Linked DNA regions of Mus musculus: region 1 is linked to region 2. A link is a contact called in public HiChIP or PLAC-seq data. All regions are on one chromosome and are shown on one strand. The core of a region is the stretch at or near the end of the contact, and the rest is flanking DNA. Distances in the headings are between cores, read along the strand shown.

What was found. HiChIP or PLAC-seq counts read pairs in DNA pulled down with a chosen protein or histone mark.
Region 1: a contact with region 2 is called in an H3K4me3 HiChIP or PLAC-seq map of bone marrow-derived macrophages, with 2.9 times the contacts expected there. The contact joins the promoter of Asl here to the enhancer-like site in region 2. A contact is called at or near these places in 1 of 39 promoter capture datasets (neural stem cells), 3 of 484 Hi-C or Micro-C datasets (CD4 T cells, liver and short-term hematopoietic stem cells), 5 of 115 datasets of contacts at active chromatin or transcription factors (the SCID.adh cell line, bone marrow-derived macrophages and embryonic stem cells) and 3 of 9 other capture datasets (adipose tissue, liver and pancreatic islet).

What each region holds. Positions count from the first base shown.
Region 1 is chr5:130,022,512-130,026,449 of GRCm38.p6, forward strand. Asl (argininosuccinate lyase) reads right to left here and starts at 1,870. Exons shown (of 17, transcript NM_133768.5): 1 at 1,783-1,870; 2 at 1,531-1,585. The coding sequence starts at 1,542. Gm40334 (a long non-coding RNA gene) reads right to left here. Exons shown (of 3, transcript XR_868562.1): 2 at 3,286-3,511; 3 at 2,617-2,683.
Region 2 is chr5:129,965,166-129,968,613 of GRCm38.p6, forward strand. All of the region lies in intron 1 of Vkorc1l1 (vitamin K epoxide reductase complex, subunit 1-like 1), which reads left to right. Among named protein-coding and RNA genes, the nearest start is that of Vkorc1l1, 25 kb to the left of the region's middle. Within about 2 kb of position 1,431, at least 28 of the 459 cell types and tissues checked have an H3K27ac peak or open chromatin away from gene starts, as enhancers often do. A contact at or near this core is called in adipose tissue, bone marrow-derived macrophages and embryonic stem cells, where this site is marked.

The DNA.
Region 1 (3,938 bases), core at 620-3,119, 58 kb after region 2:
ACCCTGGTGTACAAATCACATCTGTTTGGCTCCAAAGTCCAGCCCTTGTTCCTGACCCTCCGCATGACCCAGCAGCTAAGCAGATCAGGCCGTCGTAACTCAAGTGAGTTAAATCTTTAATCGGAATGATGAGCTACGAGGAAGGAGGTGAGTTGCCAGCTAACGAAGACCAGAAGGGACCACACATGCAGGCATCTGCTTCCCTACAGCCTCCATTCCCTAAGAGTTCAGAGCTATGACTCTGAGATCCATTCCTTACAGGTGAAGCCCAATAGCTGTCATCATTCCATTTACCAGCTAAACCAACCAAGCCCACGGGAGACCTATATCTTGCACACCTTTCACTAAATAGGAAGACAAGCCAGGGATTCCTGGCCCAGAGGAGAGGACAGCGACACCCTAGGGAGTCACTGGGGCCACGGAGAGAGGTCCCTCCCTCCTGGCCGGTTCTATATGATGGACCTCAAGGACAATTTAGGGACTCAAGTTTTCCTATACATGGGAACAAGCGAATAGGAGGAGAGAGTTATCCTATTGGGTGGGGCCTGACAAGAGGATGTGGGGTGAAAAGCGGTATGTAAGGAAGATGAGGTAGCTAACTGGGTAAAGGCCCTTGCTGCCAAGCCTGTTGAAAAGAGAATCCACTCCCACATTTTGTCCTCTGATCACCACATGTATGAGAGCTCACATGGACATACTTATGTACGAACAAACAATGCTAAAAAAAAAAAAAAAAAAAAAAAAAAGTGGAAAGCTTTCATGTGGTAGGTCACACCCGGAATCTGAACACTCAGCAGGTGGATGCAGGTGACTTGTCAGACGCTTAAGGCCAGTCTGAGTAGAGGTGAATTCCAGTCTAGCCTGGGCTAAAAGTTAGCCACTGTCTCAAAGAAAGAAAAACAGGGGCTGGAGAGCCGGGCTCAGCCAGTAAGAGCATGGAGGTTTGGTCTTCACCCACATGGTGGCTCTCAAACATCTGTAACTCCATTCCTTTAGATCCCACATAGGGAGTAGCCAGCCCCGGGGTTCACAGACGTCTATACATGCAGGCAAAACATCCATACAAATATACATTTTAAAATAATTCTTTAAAAAGGGAAAACGCAGGGCTCAGTGGCTCATACCTTTAATCCCAGCGCTCTGGGAGGCAGAAGCAGGTGGATCTCTGAGGTCGAGGCCAGCCTGGTCTACAGAGCGAGTTCCAGGATTACACATGGGAACCCTGTCTCAAAAAACAAACGAGAAAAAAAAAAAAAACTACAAAACAACAACAACAAAAACAAAAAAAAACGGGGAAAACCGCCCGACATAGTGGCCAATAGTGAGATCATTACATAAGCCACTAGGTGGCGCTGGATGGGCAGATAACGACGCGGACATCCCTGAGTCTACGTGAAGCCAGTCTTTGGAAGTGTGGTCGGGAATTTCAGGATCACTGCAGGTCTGTGTGGCAGGAGATGGCCCCCATACGCGGTTAAACCCGACTGGTTCCTCCCCGCTCCTTTGCAAGGTCCCCTCAGTCCTACACACCTCTGATGCCATGTTGGGCGGTTCCTCCTCCTCCTGGAGCTTCTGTCTTACGAATCTGGAAGACAAGACCACACTGACCAACTCGGCTCGGGAGGTCTACGGGGCAGGGACGGAGTTGGGACACCTGCTCGGCTTGCAGGACGTGGGCAGCACTCAGCAAGCGCACCACAGACTTCGCGTTCCTTCTTGTTTGTTCCCTCTGTCCCACGTTCCCTGGACCTAGTGGATCAAGACACTCAGGGACCAGGTTACCTTCTGGTCTCTCCTGGCTTTTTCTGGTCCGGATGGCGTCCGCTGCCCCTCTGTCTTGTCCCCGCCTCCTGGAAGAGTAGAGCCAATTGGGAGAGGTGGGTGTGACTCATCAATCACGCTTATGGGCGGGACCACCTCTGGCTAAGCTACTAGCAGCAGGAAGAGGTGATTTCCAGGGAGTCAGCACTAGTTGTACTGAGGTTCAAGCACACAAAACCTTTGCTGAGGTGAAGACAGACGACAGGTTTGTCATCCCTGCAGCACCCGGGAGGCTGAGGCAGGAAGATTGCTGGAGGTTCCAGGCCTGGGTTGCAGATGAACCTGTTTCAAAACCGTTTCAGCACTTGGGAGGCAGAGGCCGGCCGGGGTGGGGAGTGGGGGGTAGGGGTAGGGGGCTTGGGGGTGGGCAACAGGGACTAAAGAGTGAGACCTTGTCTTAAAGTAGGGGGCAGAGGTAAATCATGCTAAATCAGGTATGGTTTTGTATGCCGGTTATACCAGTACTCTGGAGGCTGAGGCAAAAGGCTTGCTTCAGGTTCCAGGCCAATACAGACTACTAATGAAGCATGGTGGTATACGCCAGTAGTCCTGGCTTTCGGGAGATTGATGGAGGAGGGTCAGAAGTTCTAGGTCATCCTGAGCTGCATAAGCCAGCTCAAGGTAGCCTGGGTTATGGAATTAAAAAAAAAAAAAAAAAAAGAAAGAAAAAAAAAGGCTGGCAGTCAGGCTGTGGAAAGATATCTGCTAAATGCTAAGTTACCTGTGATAACTGTTAGCACATACCTGCGATCGCAGCAGTCGGGAGCCTGAGGTAGGAATGTCAAGACTTTGAATCCAGGGCTTAGAGAGATGGCTCAGCACAAGAGCTAGCCTTGAAAGGTTGGCCAGCTGAGTTCGATCCCTGGAAATCATATAGAAGGTCGGCTGTGGGACTCATCTGTGGTCTCAGTATTTCTACTCAAGACGGGCGAGAAGACTAGAGGAATGTGGGGGCCAGCTAGTCTGGAACTTGGAGCAGTGACAAATATAAGAGAGGCCCTGCCTCAATAAGGGGAAAGGCAAGAATGGACCCCAAAGGGTTGTTCTCCAACCTCTACACATGTTCTGTGGCAAGTGGTGCACACCTCCCCTCCCCCACCCCCAAATAAATGCCTACCTAAAGAAAAGATGGATCCAGTGAGGTGCCTCAATGGGTAAAGGTGCTTATTGTCAAATCTTACAATCTGATTTTGATCCCAGGACCCACATAGTGGAAAGAGAGAATGACTTCACCAAATTGTCCTCTACACTCTATGCATATGCATGATACATACACATGCATGCATACTACATACATAAATGTACAAAAAAAAAGGACAAACCTCCCCCCCAAAGTTGGGATGTAGTCCAGTTGGTATTCTTTAGAGAGTCTAGAAAGGGATTCTAACGGGCAATTGAGGGTTAAAACTCAGGGCTTCCTTCAGTCTATCACGTTCATTCTCAAAGCAGGAGGTCTGGGCTTACCTTGAATCAGCACAAGAACATGGCTGGAAGAGTGGGCAGCGGCCACTGTGGAGACCAGGTGTGTCATGATAGACCTCCAATCATGGAGGATGCGTGTATGTATGTGCATTATGTATGTGCCTGATACCAGTGGCAGTCAGAGGAGCACGTGGGCATCCATGGAACTGGAGTTACAGACGACAGTGAGCCTCTGTATTCGGCAAGCTGGAAACTGAAACTGGATTCTCTGCAAGAGCAACACATCCTCTTAACCCCGGAGCCATCCCTACAGCCCCTTATGGACTATGGACGTTTTTAATCACCAACAGACCAGAGATGCTAGAGATAGCCAAGATGGGACTGGGAACATTCGAGGAGCATGCTCAGTAGTTGCTAGAATGTCTGTATCACACAATGCAGGACTTTAATCAAACTTCCATGCCTTGTGTAGAAACAAGTTTTCAAAATCATGCCAAATAGACCTAGATTATAGTAAGTGCTTAAGAGTTCTGGTATGGTTGGGCGTGGTGGCGCATGCCTTTAATCCCAGCACTTGGGAGGCAGAGGCAGACAGATTTCTGAGTTCTTAGTTCAAGGCCAGCCTGGTCTACAGAGTGAGTTCCAGGACAGCCAGGGCTACACAGAGAAACCCTGTCTTGAAAAACCAAAAAAAA
Region 2 (3,448 bases), core at 181-2,680:
TTTAAAAAACTAATTGATTACATTCTAAAGTTTGTTTTTCTTCTCTGTGCTGTTGCTAAGTGAAGAAATCCAAGGCACTAAGGCACTATGAAGGAGAGAGTTCAGTATTAGACATGAAAGTGGAGCAAATGTCAGGAGAAAGGAGGGAACTCATTGCTTGGACATTACAAAGAGGGTGCATTGGGCTGAGTAAGACAAAGGCTTTAGATGTGAACCGAAGGCATCACCATTTGACTTGCAATATTCTATCTAGCAAGAGCAGAAAAACTAGGGCTGAATCTAACCCCCTGGCTTAGTTTCCAGAAGGAAAACTGTTGTGGTGCCAAGACATCCTGACAAAAGTGACTTAAGGGAGAAAGGGTTTATTCTAGCTTATAGTCTGCAGGAACTTGAAACATCAGGGATGCTTTGTCTGCAGCCAGAGAGTAATGAATGCCCGAGTTCAGTTTATTCTCCCCATTTTATATAGATCAAGGACTAGTCCAACCTCCAGTTAAAATGGGTCTTTACACACCAATCCACATAACCAAGAGGATCCCTTACGGGCATGCTCAGGGGCCCATCTTCCAGGAAAGTCTAAATCCTGGGATGTTGACCGTACTCATCATACTTTGCTACCTTAAGAAAGCAGCAAACAGGGCTGGTGAGATGGGTGGCTCAGGGAGTAAAGGTATCTGATGACCTAAGTTCAGTTCCTGGGACTCACATGTTCAAAGTGGAGAACTGACTTCTGCAAATTGTCCTCTGACACCCACGTCGCTGCCTCTCCCTGTAAAGAAGTAGGAAAGAGGAAAGAAAAGAAACCAGAAAACTAGCTGGGCATAGTGGCCTTGTCCTGTAATGCCAACACTTGGAAGGGTGAGAGCGGAAGAACCTCTCAAACTGGAGGCTAGTCTGCTACAGTGAGACTATCTCAAAGAACAAGCCAGGTGTTATGGTGAGCAACTGTGAGGGTAGTGAGTTCCCTACTTGGGCCAGAGCCACCAAGCCCAGACAACTGGCTCAGTGTATATATAGTGTACTGCCTAGGCAATGCAATCCTTAGTCCTGTCCTCAACACTAAAAGAAAAAGAAACCAGTAAGCATACAAGATAGCCGTTTGTAGGTACTGGGTAATACTGAGCAGAGATTTCTCAGAGAAAGAAGCAAACCTGAGCTCTTGGGTTGTCAGTTCATATAGAAGTTTGCAGGCTGCAGAATGAATTAAAGGACCCCAAATAAAGTTGATGGTCTTAACTTGGTTGGGAAGCTAGACATAAAAGTTGGCTAGAGTAGGAGAGAAGGAAGAAAATTTGGGAGTAGATTACCTAAGTGAAAAAGATATAAAGAACTCTAGACAGGCAGAGGGTCTAGGTCTAGCACTGATCTGAACTTGTTTGAGAGGGAGTACTTCAGCACTGGGAAAGCCTTAGGCAAAGTGATCCAGGACCTCACACAGAGTTGGACATAGATTGTTCCTACTAGCTGGAGTGTTTGCAGGCCATCAAAGGGTATGCATGGCCCTGGGGTGAGGCTAACTCAGCCCTAATTAAAGGTTGTGCTGCACCCACCCTCTCAGTACAGAAGCAATTTTGAAGGCTGATCCCAAGCAGCTTAACACTGTGTGCCAAAACAAAAAACCTCGAACGAAAAAGAGAAAGCGGTATTTTAGCATTCAAAATTACCAAGCACAGAAAGAACCAGGGAAGTGCTTCAAATGAGGAGAAAAAACAGTCTCTGAGATAACACACTGGAGAAAGACCTTGAAACAATTAATGGGTTTGTTTGTTTGTTTGTTTGTTTGAGAAGGTAGAAGAAATGGAGGTAAAAATGTATATTTTATTCAAAAAAGCATTTAGAGATGGTAAAGAACACAGATGAGGAAGGCATCTATAAAGATGTAACAATTTAAGCAGAAATGGAAGTTAGAAAACTGGAAATAGTAATAACTCATCAGGCACTGTACCAGGGGCAACAGTTTAAGTCAAAAGCAATCTAACGTGCATCTGGAGCCCCTGAAAGGATTAAGAGAAGGGAAACTTCCGACGCACCCATTCCAAGAAGCTCAGCAGAAAGAAAGGTGACCACACCAAGACACAGCCAGGGCCTCGTTCCAAGCAAGAACTTTACTACTTAGCTTTTGTTGCTTTAGATTGTATCTGCTCTGCACTTTCTGTTTTAAACTTGTCAAGACATGCTTCCTAGGTGGGATGGTTTTTAAAAGATGAGATTCCACTTTGTGTTTCTTAAACTGACCTTGAATTTGTCATCTAAAACCTTGACCCCACCCCAGCCTCCCAAATGCCTAGAACTACAGACACACCACCAAGCCCGGGTTGAACAGTCTTTCATCTCTCTAAAGTCTTTTCCCAGATCTCTAGGTTACTTTGTCACTTTATGATGATCTACAGACAGGAAAATGTCCCCAAAACATTAATTTTTATTTTTTTAATGTATTTAACATGTTTTTTGAATATGAATGTTTTTCCTGTGTTATGTGTGAATACCTGGCACCAGCAGAGGCCAGAAGAGGCTTTCTGATACCCTCATTGTGGAATTGTAGGCAGTTGTGAGGCACCTGACACAGATCCTGGGAATCAAACTCGGATCCCCTGCAAGAGCAGTGCACTTCTTCACTGCCATCTTCCCAGCCCCCATAGCCTGCATTTTTCTACTGAGGAGCCAGAAGGAAATTTATTTATTTATTTATTTTTAATTAATTAATTTTGTGTGTGTGTGTGTGTGTGTGTGTGTGTGTGTGTGTGTGTGTGTGTTTGGAAACAGAGGTTCTCTATGTAGCCCTGGCTGTCCTGGAACTCTGTCTGTAGATCAAGCTGGCCTCAAACTGATAGAGCTCTACCTGCCTCTTTCTGCCTCCTGAATACTGAGATTAAAGATGTCTGCCTGGCTTAGCAGGAATTTTATGCAGAATGGAAATTTGGGATTTTGTTTTGGGATAATCTGTGAGTAAAATGAATTATACCTGGATCGAGTGGCATACACATGTAAACCCAACCATAGGAAGGCTGAATGAAGCAGGAGGATTGCTAGGAGAGTTTGAGTTTGAGGCTAGCCTGGACTAGCAAGGCCCTACATAAACTTCTTACCTGAGAGAAAGATTACAGAGCAGTGCTTAAGCTAAGGCAGAGGACTTGATTCAAGGACATTCTCGCCGAGCATTGGTGGTGCATGCCTTTAATCCCAGTACTTGGGAGGCAGAGGCAGGTGGATTTCTGAGTTCAAGGCCAGCCTGGTCTACAAAGTGAGTTCCAGGACATCCAGGGCTATACAGAGAAACCCTATCTCAAAAAAAAAAAGACATTCTCGTTCGTCATTCGTACCCAGCCCCACCAACAGCTCCTGCAGTGCTGAGTCGATTTCCTATGGAGGTGGAACATTGAACTAGTGGTGTGTTTACTCACAGTGGATTCTTTGAAGCAGAGTGGGAGTGACAGGGATGTGTTCCACC